Linked DNA regions of Mus musculus: region 1 is linked to region 2. A link is a contact called in public HiChIP or PLAC-seq data. All regions are on one chromosome and are shown on one strand. Each heading gives the region's core, a stretch centred on a gene start, on an enhancer-like site or on the middle of the called end of the contact. The rest is flanking DNA. Distances are from core to core; before and after follow the strand shown. Region 1 has its middle 72 kb from the start of Slco6d1. Region 2 overlaps Pam (peptidylglycine alpha-amidating monooxygenase).

Region 1 (6,368 bases), core at 1,288-3,787, 520 kb before region 2:
AGAGACAGTTTTGAGAAATGAGGTTGTTTTGTTTTGTTTTGTTTTGTTTTGTTTTGTTTTTGAACAGTCTATGGAGCTGTTTTGTTTACTTTTGTAATGATTTAAACACTGTAGGCAGTTAGGTTTCTGTGTCCTTTTAGTTCATCATAGAAGCAATATTTCAGTGCTTCCCATAACCTATATTCAGCTTGAGTCCTAGCACATAATGCAAATGGAAACTATTTTCCAAGTAGAGACTGGAAGAATAAAGCTTTAACGCCATAGAATAGGGATTGCTTTTGAAAACATATCAGAATGCAGACAGAATTGTTATGAGAAACACCTGGAACACAGGGGCTTGAGTGACAGCCTTGTGTTTCTGTGACATGACAATCTGGAGTAGTGTGGGCTGCCAGCTTGGTCTCCACATCTCTGCATGGCCCATGTGTCAGAGCTGCCAAGCCATCATTAGTTTACATCTCTAAATTGAAGGGCATTGGACAGTTGTCACCCGGTCCCAGATAGTAGAAACAAGAGTGAAAAAAGAAACAAAAAAAAACCCCAGCAAATACTTTTCTGACAAACAAACAAGCAAACAAACAAAAAACAAAAAAATTATCACATATCTTGTTCAGTTACATTGCATTTATTAGAACTTCATCTTTTGGCTGTCCCTAATGAGTGACTAGGGAGAGGTAAGAGTAGGTTGAAGCCCTTGGTAACTAAAGGAGGTTGTATATTAGAACTTGATAATCAATATCATCTGTCTGTCATTGATGCTTTTAACAATAATTTCTTTTTTGTTGCCTTGAAATATTTATTTATTTATTTATTTATTTATTTGCATTTCAGATGTTAGCCACTTTCCTGGTTTTCCCTCCACAACCCCCCTATCTCATCCCCCCCCTCCACCTGCTTCTATGAGGGTGCTCCCCACCCACCCACTCACCTCCAACTCACCACCCTAGCATTCTCCTACACTGGGCATCGAGCCTCCATGGGAGCAACCAATAATTAGAGGGGGTCAACTATTACTCACTAAAGGCTGCATAATGTGTTGGTCTGTGGGATGTCACATAGTATTCATAGTCTTGTGTGATGAGTACTATGTCTCTCTCTCTTTCTCTCTCTCTCTCTCTCTCTCTCTCTCTCTCTGTGTGTGTGTGCGTGTGTGTGTGAGTGTGTGTGTGAGTGAGTGAGTACATGTGAGAGAGAATTTGTGTGAATGTGGGTGTGGGGGATATGTGGGTGTGAGTGTGTGAGGATGTTGCTGTCTTTTGATATGCAAATGTGCATTCGTGCAGAGAAATTACTGAGAATGTGAGTAAAGATGATCCAGGAATAGACCTGTAAAGAAATTCTTAATTATGAAACTATTAAAATATTTTAGCTAGGAGGTATTGCAGCTGATTAGCTCTTTAGGAATTCCATTTTGGTTAAAACCTCTTCTTACGAGGGCTATAAGGAAAAAAAGAATTCTTCATTTTGATGTAATTCAAAATTTATTAAACATTGTCTTTTAGCCAGATGTATATTGTTTCCCTTGAGAATGATAAAAATCACTAAAATAAAAAAATAACAGGGACTAGGTCTGTTGCCTGGAAACACTTCACATTTGATAACCTCTCTTAAAATGTACCTTAGTCTTTATAAAATAGAAAAGCTAGATAGGAGGGGAAGGATATACAGAGAAGTAATACAGGTTTCTGCTGATACTGGTTTCTAGTTTCAGCCCTGTTAAATTCAAAGTCTCCTGCATAGAAAATGCAAGGAAAAGAAGCACAAAGTCTAGGTTTCTGCCCTTCAAACACAAATGAATTCCATAGGTCAGGAAAGTTTACACTGAATCAACCAAAGCATAGCTAATAAGGAAGTAGATTTGTTTTTCATCCACAGGACGAGTCCTCGATTCCACAGGTGGGTCTGATTTCTTTTTTGTGACTATAGTATAAATAATAGCCTCAAATACCAGGAAATTGCTTTGCATAACTGCCTAAGACAAAACTGGATCCCTGGTTTTGCATATTTTCTCAACCATTCTCAATGCAAACATAATTTGGATTGAAAATTTTGTTACTAAATAATTGAATCTAGAGAGACCCATTCCAAAATGTTCATTGGTGTCTTAAATATGTACTTTTTTTTCTTTTGCTTAGTGATTATATCAGCCAGTTTATTTGAAATCATGACGCCATTGAAGATACTAACAATGGAAGAAGGAAATAAAATTCTAGAAATACCTTCTAGGTATTAATGCGATGATTTTGTACCACCAGATGGCGGTATTTAGTTTTGAAACCATATTCGCCATACCACAGCCAAGTATTTAAAGCAGTTCAATATGAATGAATAACCTTGTCTTAGACAAAAGAACCATCACCAGAAGAGTCTAATGTCTTTTCTTTGTTCTAGTATCATCCATCTGTGCAAGCTGTCCCTTCCTTTGAAATACACGAAAAATTAACTATGTACAAAACCCACACTGGAGCTACAAGACAGAATGGGACTACAAGTGCCTGTATTTGGCAACAGATGGTTTGAAACTGAATACAATAATCAATAATGATGATGCCTTGACTACATGAGCAGCTGTCCTCCCCACAGCTCAAGAGCCTCTCATCATCCCTCTCCTGCCCCAACAGACAGTTATATCACCTAGAGAATGTTCCTTTGTCTCTTTCCTTTCTTTTCCTTTACTTTTGATTTTGCTTCTCATCTCCAGATAATAATCAACCTTCCTGACACAAGAGAGCAACACTTTTGCTTGTTCTCACACCTATACAAATACTCTGCAAACTGTTTTAAGCCTCTCATACCATAAGCACATAAACTTGATGATGGAATAGGTAGACTGAAGATCATTGAAATACCTGTTCAAGAAATTTTGTCTCAAGAATACTTATCTGTGTATGGCCTTAGAACAGGATGAGCTCTTTATATAAGCTTTGACTTAGAAGGAAAGGTGTTTGATTATTAAAGAATACTTGAATTTTTCTCTCAACTGATTACTAATTTCTTACTCAAGCCTTAAATCTTCTGATTAGTTATTTGTTTCTTTAGGAAATAATAGACTTTGTAAGTACAGTTTACAAATGTTAATCTAAAGAAATGTTTAATTTTCAAGTCTGTCTATTTCTGACATTTCATTAATTTGGGAGGAGGGGAGAGTGTCTTATTGCACATGTCATAGTGTATGTATGGAAGTCAGATGGCAACTTGTAGGAATTGGTTTGTCCTACATATCCTCCACATAAGCTCTCCAGGTGGAGGTCAGCTCTAATGGCAATCACATTTACCCACTGGGACATTATTTATTAATTAACTGCCATGGAATAGAAATGTATCTGCTTAGTAAATGACAATTTCTTCTTTGTTTATTAGATATTTTCTTTATTTACATTTCAAATGTTATCCCATTTTCTAGTCTCCCCTCCAAAAATCCCCCTATCCTCCTCTCTTCCCCCTGCTCCCTGCACCCACTCCTGCTTCCTGGCCCAAACATTTCCCTATACAGGGGCATAGAACATTCATAGGACCAAGGGCCTCTCCTCCCATCGATGACCAACTAGGCCATCCTCAGCTACATATGCAGCTAGAGCCATGAGTATCTCTGTGTGTTTTCTTTGATTGGTGGTTTAGTCCCAGGGAGCTCTGGGGTTACTGGTTAGGTATTATTGTTGTTCCTCATACACGGCTGCAAACCCTTTCACCTCATTGGGTACTTTCTCTAGCTCCTTTATTGGGGACTTTGTGCTTCCTTTAATGGGTGAGTATGAGCATCCATTTCTGTATTAGTCAGACACTGGCAGAGCCTCTCGGGAGACATCTATATAAGTCTCCTGCCAGCAAGCTCTTGTTGGCATCTGCAATAGTGTCAGGGTTTGGTGGTTGTTTATGGTATGGATTCCTAGGTGAGGCAGTATTTGGATGGTCATGCATTCAGTCTCTGCTCCCAAATTTTTCTCTGTAACTCTTTCAATGGGTATTTTGTTCCACCTTCTAAAAAGGATCAAAGTTTCCACACTTTGGTCTTCCTTCTTCTTGAGTTTCATATATTTTGCAAATTGTATCTTGGGTATTCTGACCTTCTGAGCTAATATCCACTTATCAGTTAGTGCATAATATGTGTGTTCTTTTTAATTGGGTTACCTCACTTAGAATAATATCCTCCAGATACATCCATTTGTCTAAGAATCTCATAAATTCATTGTTTTTAATAGCTGAGTCGTACTCCATTATGTAAATGCACCACATTTTTTGTATCCATTCCTCTGCTGAGGGATATCTGGGTTCTTTTCAGCTTCTTGCTAAATAAGGCTGCTATGAACATAGTGGAGCATGTGTCCTTATTACAATTTGGAGCATCTTCTGTGTTTATGAACAGGAGAGGTATTGCTGGATATTCTAGTAGAACTATGTCCAATTTTCTGTGGAACTGCCAAACTGATTTCCAGAGTGGTTGTACCAACTTGCAACCCCAACAGCAATGTAGAAGTGTTCTTCCTTTTCCACATCATTGTTAGCATCTGATGTCACATTAGTTTTTGATCTTAGCTATTCTAACTGATGTGAGCTGTAATCTCAGGGTTGTTTTAATTTGCATTTCCCTGATGATTAAGGATGTTGAGAATTTTTTTAGGTGCTTCTTGGCCATTCAGTAATCCTCAGTGGAGAATTCTTTGTTTAGCTCTGTACCCCATTTTCAATAGGGTTATTCAGTATTCTGGAGTCAAATTTCTTGAGTTCTTTATATATATATTGGATATAAGGCCCCTAGGTTTAGGAGTTCTCTAGTGGAATTTTTGGGTTCACTTACATATACTATCCTATAATCTGCAAATAGTGATATTTTGACTTCTTCCTTTCCAAATTGTATCCCTTTGATCTTCTTTTGTTGTCTAATTGCTCTGACTAGGACTTCAAGTACTATATTGAATAGGTAGGGAGAAAGTGGGCAGCCTTGTCTAGTCCCTGATTTTAGTGGGATTGCTTCCACAGTCTCTCCATTTAGTTTGATGTTGGCTACTTATTTGCTGTATATTGCTTTTATTATGTTTAGGTATGGACCTTGAATTCCTGATCTTTCCATGACTTTTATCATTAAGGGGTGATTTTGTCAAATGCTTTCTCAGCATCTAACAAGATGATCATGTGATTTTTGTCTTTGAGTTTGTTTATATTGTGGATTACATTGATGGATTTCCATATATTAAACCATCCCTGCATCCCTGGGATGAAGCCTACTTGGTCATGATGGATGATCATTTTGATATGTTTTTGGATTTGGTTTGCAAGGATTTTATTCAGTATTTTTACATCAATATTCATAAAAGAAATTGATCTGAAGTTCTCTTTCTTTGTTGGATCTTTGTGTGGTTTATGAATCAGAGTAAATGTGGCTTCATAGAATAAACTGGGTAGAGTGCATTCTGTTTCTATTTTGTGGAATAGTTTGAGGAGTAGTAGAATTAGGTCTTCTTTGAGGGTCTGATGGAACTCTGCACTAAACCCATCTAGTCCTGGACTTTTTTTGGTTGGGTGACTATTAATGACTGCTTCTATTTCTTTAGGGGAAATGGGACTGTTTAGATCATTAATCTGATCCTGATTTAACTTTGGTACCTGGTATCTGTTGAGGAAATTGTCCATTTTATGCAGGTTTTACAGTTTTGTTGAGTATAGCCTTTTGTACTAGGATCTGATGATGTTTGGATTTCCTCAGGTTCTGTTGTTATGTCTCCTTTTTCATTTCTGATTTTGTTAATTAGGATACTGTCCCTGTGCCCTCTAGTTAGTTTGGCTGAGGGTTTATCTATCTTGTTGATTTTCTCAATGAACCAGCTCCTGGTTTGGTTGATTCTTTGAATAGTTCTTTTTTGTTTCCACTTGGTTGATTTCAGCCCTGAGTTTGATTATTTCCTTCCATCTACTCCTTTTGGGTGAACTTGCTTCCTTTCATTCTAGAACTTTTATGTGTGCTGTCAGACGACTAGTGTATGCTCTCTCTAGTTTATTTTGGAGGCACTCAGGGCTATGAGTTTTCCTCTTAGGACTGCCTTCATTGTGTCCTATGGGAAGTTTGGGTATGTTTTGGCTTCATTGTCATTAAGCTCTAAAAAGTCTTTAATTTCTTTCTTTATTCCTTCCTTGACCAAGGTATCATTGAGTAGAGTGTTGTTCAGTTTCCGCATGAATGTTGGTTTTCTATTATTTATGCTGTTATTGAAGATCAGCCTTAGTCCATAGTGATCTGATAGGATGCATGGGACAATTTCAATATTTTTGTATCTGTTGAGGTCAGTTTTGGAGAAGGTACCATGAGGTGTTGAGAAGAAGGTATATCCTTCTGTTTTTTGATAAAATGTTCTGTAGATATCTGTGGCTATTCC
Region 2 (5,863 bases), core at 2,098-4,597:
TTTATTGGGTTTACTTAGGTCAAAATGTAACTATCACAAGTCATTGAACAAAGAATGTCTTGTTATCATAATTCTTAAGTTGCCTGTTAGGATAACAAGATGAGAAAAAAAGAACTATAAAATGTCACAGAATTTAGAAATCTGTCTGTAAGAAGATGGACAGTTTGGATTCTATCAAAGTTAACTGTCGGTTTTATACTAGACCTTAAGGATAAAATTATGCACAAGATAGGACACAGTCTCCTCCTTAGTCCACCTTTGTTAGAAAAGGTTACGGAATCTGAAACAAAGTGAGGTAACATGAACTAAAGATTTCATCTCGGGTTCTCTTCTTGTGGGTCTCTGTTTATAGATTGCAAGCATGAGTTTTTCAGAAGATATTTTATCTGAAAAGCAATGTGCAACACATTGAAATTATTGCATCTTTTAGAAGGAAGTCATTACATTAAGGGTACATATTTTACCTGCAGTGTTTTGAATTCTCATTGATTATCCCATCTTTAGAGCTATTCTTCTGTGAGCTAACTTCCTCATACTTATTGATTAAGAAAAAAAAAAAAAAAAACTACTACTGTTCTTTCCGGTTTACAGTTTGTCTTATGCTTGGCTCTCTTATTCTTTTAGTGATAGTGTACTGTATCAAGTATGTTATTAACTTTTAATTGAATTGTATATCTACACATCAAAACTGAGCAATAAGCGAAAGACTTCCACTCGTAATATGAGTAGGTCTGAATTAGAATTTCACAGCGCGTTGTTCCCAAACATCAACAGTCACCATATTCATGAGGAGTAAGGCACAGTGTGCGCGTCAGGACATGGAACCTGAAGAAAGTCCATGCTGAGGCAAAAATTTGTTCTTACTTTCAGAAAACAATTTATAATATCACCCCACAAACACAGGAGATGTATTCTAGATTGATTCTGTAAAATGAAACAGGCTTATAGATCTCTCAGAATTTCTACTTACTAAGTTCCTCATTATAAAGATTCAAAATCTGGGTAAAAGAAATGATGTTGTTATGATTCAAGTCGAAGGTCAAAGGTAAAGTTTTACACTGCCTTTTCTGTGGTCATATTCTGTTGCTTCTTCCCTCACATCATGTGACTCTTTCTTTTCTACTACAGCAGTCTTTAGAAATGTTTACATCTGAATGCTTGTTCCCACTTAATGTTAGCATAAGGGTACTAAGGCAATAAGACTGATAAAGATGGTTTCGTTCTTCTATGTGAACACACAGGTAACAACACCACTTGCTGAAAATACTCTTTTCTCATGTGTGTATTTTGGGCATCTTTGTTTAAAAAATGAGGTGGCAGTGATGGTGTAAACTTAAGTCTGGGTCTTCCGTTCTATAGTCTTTCTTTTCAGTGAACAGTACTGAAGGAAGAGGCATGGGACTGCTCAAGGTGCCCAGAAAAATGAGGGTTAGATGATCAGCAATAATATTTATGGCCCCACCTATAAGGCTTAGGGAATACTGCTGAAGAGGAAGTAGAAAGAGCTAGAGGATAGGGAGAAGGGCTAGGGAATGCATCTGCTGGGCATGAAATGGCTATTCCAGTCATGAGCCCAATGCAACTGTACTTGTCTACATAGACGCTACTGGAGAACCAGCCCGACCTCAGTACTTAAGAGCAGTGTCTGCTTCTGCAGAGGTCCTATGTTCATTTCTCAGCATCCACATTGATGGCTCACAACCACTGTAACCCCCCCCTCCAAGGACACAGTGCCCTTTCTTGGCCTCCTTGGACACTGTGCTCACATGCATATACCTACACCCAGACATAGACATATAACAGCAATTCTAATATAATAAAAACTTACTCTTAAAAAGCAGAATAGAGCCAGGCAGTGGTGGCACATGCCTTTAATCCCAGCACTTGGGAGGCAGAGACAGGCGGGTTTCCGAGTTCGAGGCCAGCCTGGTCTACAGAGTGAGTTCCAGGACAGCCAGGACTACACAGAAAAACCCTGTCTTGGGGAAGAAAAAAAAAGCAGAGCAGAATGGACCTGTTTACAGCTAACCATAGATGGAGAAGCTTCATCTCCTTCATCTCCACTGTTGGTTCCTAACTGCTGACCTAGTGGCTACTGATGAATTGTGGGAAACCAGGCATTACTACTGTCAATTACATAAGCACTCGTGAGTCAGCCACGCTCCAGTGGAGAGTTCAAACTCTACATGGGTAGCCCTGGGTAAACTGATTGGGTCTCAAAACTAAAGCAGATAAATATGGTAAATATGGAAAGGGGACTTTAGGGTAGGAGAGAGGGTTAAAGGGGGTGGGAGGAACATGAGCAGAGCTTTGGGGCAAGAGGAGCCTGAATGTGTAGGATCCCTGTATGAATATGTCTGAGGAGACATTCAATAGTCAGTTTTTTAAAACAGGAGAAATATGAAAGAAAAAGTAAACACAAATAAGTCACAAAGTACCAAATCCAACTGCCCTGAAAAAAAAAACAACTTATGAATTTCCAGTTTTTAAAAGAATCTCAAGTCAGTGGTTATAGGTCCCCATTGCTTTGCTCAGTGTCTAGAACTGTGCCCCACAGAGTCAGGATGCAATGAACAGCTGCCGTTGGCTGGAGTTGCTTTGGTGGGAATTAAGGTCACTTTCGTTTGAGTCACATGCTATGTCTAATTTTTCTGTCATTCTGTAATAGATGTAAGTACAGCCTCATCCCAATAACAAATGCCTTTGCATTTGGCAGCACTTTGACATGCCTCATGATATTGTGGCTTCTGAAGATGGGACTGTGTACATTGGCGACGCACACACAAACACCGTGTGGAAGTTCACCCTCACTGAAAGCAGGCTGGGTTTGTTTTTCATTTGTTCATTTTTATAGTACTTCTGACTGTAATTTCCATCTGTTTTATTGTTTAAAATGGGAAACAAAAACATTTGCTTTTGAATAGGAAACAGGGATATAAGGGGTTTGGGTTTGGGGTTCAGCACGTGTCTGGCATCTTCAGCTTTCTATTCCTTGTACTACAAAGGACGAGAAATGAAGAGCGATGAGAGGAGGAGGAGGAGGAAGGGATGGGGTCCTTATTTGGTATCCAATTCAGGGATTCAATAAGGTTTGAAATGTGGAGAGAGAGGGGTTTTGTTTTTTGGTTTGTTTTTTTTTTTTTTGTTTTGGTTTGGTTTTTTCTTTTTTCATTTTCCTGGCAGTCATTGCCTTGTTTCCAGAGACACTCCACAGGAAATTTTTGATGTGTGAAGTAATGTCTGTTACATTAAAAGCCAGTGTTAATTCCAGCTTGGTTACAGAAGGAAGAGACAGCTTTGACAAAGCAGAGGTTGGCTTGTTGCCACGAGCTATCACCCCATGTGGCTCTCTGTAGCACTGAGCTTCAAGGGACAACAGCATCCTTCCCTGACACTTAGGGCTCAGCTTTCCTCCAGATACTGAGTTGCTGTATTTTTATTTAACTCAGAACATAAAGAACACATTTGCTCCATCAGAACCTAGCCAGTTAGTGTAAAATTGTTAGGTTTTAGAGTTGGGGGTGGGGAAGGAGAGTCAAGGGAACACTGGAATAGCTTACTTCCTGTTAGGTCTATAGAGCTGTTTCAAGGGGACATTGAGCTGGATTATTGAGAAGTAAGGCATCTGTTAGAAAAGTTATTAACGTCACAGATAGACAGAGGAGAGGAATTGTGTGACAGAGATGCTATGAGAGTTCAGGATGAAGCACCAGAGATAGACAGAATGGTGTGGTCTCAGAAGAAGAAGCAGAGCTCTTGAGGCAGAAGTGGGATCTGTTCTTATGGCTCCCTAGAGAAGGGTGAGGTTTCACAACAGAAGTCCCTCAGCCGCGCTCTCTGAATCCCAGGCAAGAGATAGAGAAAAGGGTTGGGAGCAAGTTAGATGGCCAAGATCCATTTTAATGTTAACTTACTTCACAAATGAGAAAGGGCCCCAGGATGTCTGATAGCCAGGGGATCATTGTGTCTCAGCAGGGTACCCGATAGTATCTGGCAGAGGAAATTGCTGCAGATATTGTGGCCTGAGCTGGATGCTGGCGCTGTATTTTTGCAAGAATGTTCGAATTCTTTCATTTCAATGTGCACATCATTAAAACTATGCTAGCATAGTCCCTGGTTTCAAGCTATAAATCAAAACATTCTTTATCTGAAGTTCAGTGAACGTTTACTTGGCCAAAAATATCCAATATCCAGAAATGCTTTTTAAGTATTTTGGAGTCTAAGCAACAGGAGATAGTTGTAATTAGTAAAGGATTTGGGGATGATAGATTTGTGGTATCTAAAGCTGCAGCAAATAGTTTTATTAGGTAAAGAGTTAATAAGGACATGAAAACTTGATTAATAAATTATGTCAATAACAGCATAAATTCACGTCCTAACAAGAAAAGGAAACAAATTGTTAGAAGAAAAGTAAAATTAAGACTATGAACTTCAATCAAATATAATGTACATTTTACGTCTCAATTTGGCCAATGCTGTATTCAGTAACTTTTGAGCTTTGAATTAATTAATCTTTGAGTGACTTTTAGTATTCTGAGATAAGAACCCAATTAGCATAGTGCACATAGATTCAACCATTTGGTGTCTTGGCAGATGTGACAAAACTGTTCATCAGGAAAAACCATATTCTGCTCACGATTTCAGAGGGTTCAATCCTTGATTGTTTACAAAGAAAGTCACAGCAGCAGTGTCATGTGGTACAAGGGAGCTTATGACCAAGAAGCAGAAAAGGGGGATAGAAGGACATGGGCCACATGAAAGCACAGCCCTGTGTCTTCCAAGGCCCTGCCACCTATTTCTCACACTCCAATAGAGCTAGTGTATCAGTTCCACACTGGAAATAACACAGGATTAAGTCAAAGTCTCCCGATCTCAGGCCCTCAGGAAGTATCCACACACACACTCTCAGTCCTGCTTTACAGCTCCTGGAGGGACTTCTTAATCCAGTGAGGACTGTGAGGGACCTGCAGCCTATGCTACCCCAGAAGTTATTCACCTTTCCAGAAAAATAAAGAAACAACCTTCACTCTAAGATGTTGTCCAGGTGCAAACAACGTTAGCAAGGGAGTGGTAAAACCACTGAACTGAATCATTCCATTCCTTAGGTAGAAAGGTCTGTGGGGATCAAACTGCCAAGGCTATCTCTCAGGGAGGGAGCTCTGAGAGAAGCAAAATGGTGGAAAAGCAAGTGGATTGTATCTGAGAGTCAGCAGAGGGCCTCTGACTGGCACCGGCTGTTTAGATTAAGTGGGAATTGGATGCTTTTGTCCTAAATAATTGACCTTTGAGAACAGACTGCCTGTGGAATGCTGAATTAAGTGTCTGTTTACCCAGTAACAATCCTGTTTACCAGGTCTGAGCCCTCTATTTAGGACATTGTCACCAGCACTGCCATCTGGGAGGGGTGAGAGGGAATGGGAGAGTGGGGGCCTTGCAAACAGAATTTTGTCACCAGCTCTGCCATTTGGACCTAATAAACAGAGCTACCTGATATTTCAGAAACAATGTAATATTATGAATCCCCCCCAAAAAACCCTATTCTGAATAAGTTATTAAAAATATTACCTCAACTACACTAAGAAGGTTTTATAGAGGATTCATGGACTTGACCTCTAGTTAGACTTCGGAAATTTATGTAACTGACTAAAACTGGTATCAAGGTTAAGTTTTTAATGTTCTTTTAGAGGATTCTGATTCTTCTCTCTTCTTATTGTGCTGTTACAGAAGTGGAGCATCGATCAGTTAAAAAGGCTGGCATTGAGGTCCCGGAAATCAAAGGTTGGTCAGAGTCCTCTCTCAACTGTGAAACCAAAAGCTATCTAGTTGGATTATTTTGGGCTCTTGATTGCAGGTTAAAAATTAT

Evidence for each region. HiChIP or PLAC-seq counts read pairs in DNA pulled down with a chosen protein or histone mark.
Region 1: a contact with region 2 is called in an H3K27ac HiChIP or PLAC-seq map of heart atrium, with 9 times the contacts expected there. The contact joins two enhancer-like sites. A contact is called at or near these places in 1 of 484 Hi-C or Micro-C datasets (bone marrow-derived macrophages), 3 of 115 datasets of contacts at active chromatin or transcription factors (cardiomyocytes, embryonic basal ganglia and heart atrium) and 1 of 9 other capture datasets (adipose tissue).

What each region holds. Positions count from the first base shown.
Region 1 is chr1:98,346,365-98,352,732 of GRCm38.p6, reverse strand. No RefSeq gene overlaps it. Among named protein-coding and RNA genes, the nearest start is that of Slco6d1, 72 kb to the left of the region's middle. Within about 2 kb of position 2,537, at least 15 of the 459 cell types and tissues checked have an H3K27ac peak or open chromatin away from gene starts, as enhancers often do. A contact at or near this core is called in heart atrium, where this site is marked.
Region 2 is chr1:97,831,370-97,837,232 of GRCm38.p6, reverse strand. Pam (peptidylglycine alpha-amidating monooxygenase) reads left to right here. Exons shown (of 26, transcript NM_001357127.1): 22 at 2,717-2,825; 23 at 5,725-5,778. Among named protein-coding and RNA genes, the nearest start is that of Gin1, 64 kb to the right of the region's middle. Within about 2 kb of position 3,347, at least 45 of the 459 cell types and tissues checked have an H3K27ac peak or open chromatin away from gene starts, as enhancers often do. A contact at or near this core is called in heart atrium, where this site is marked.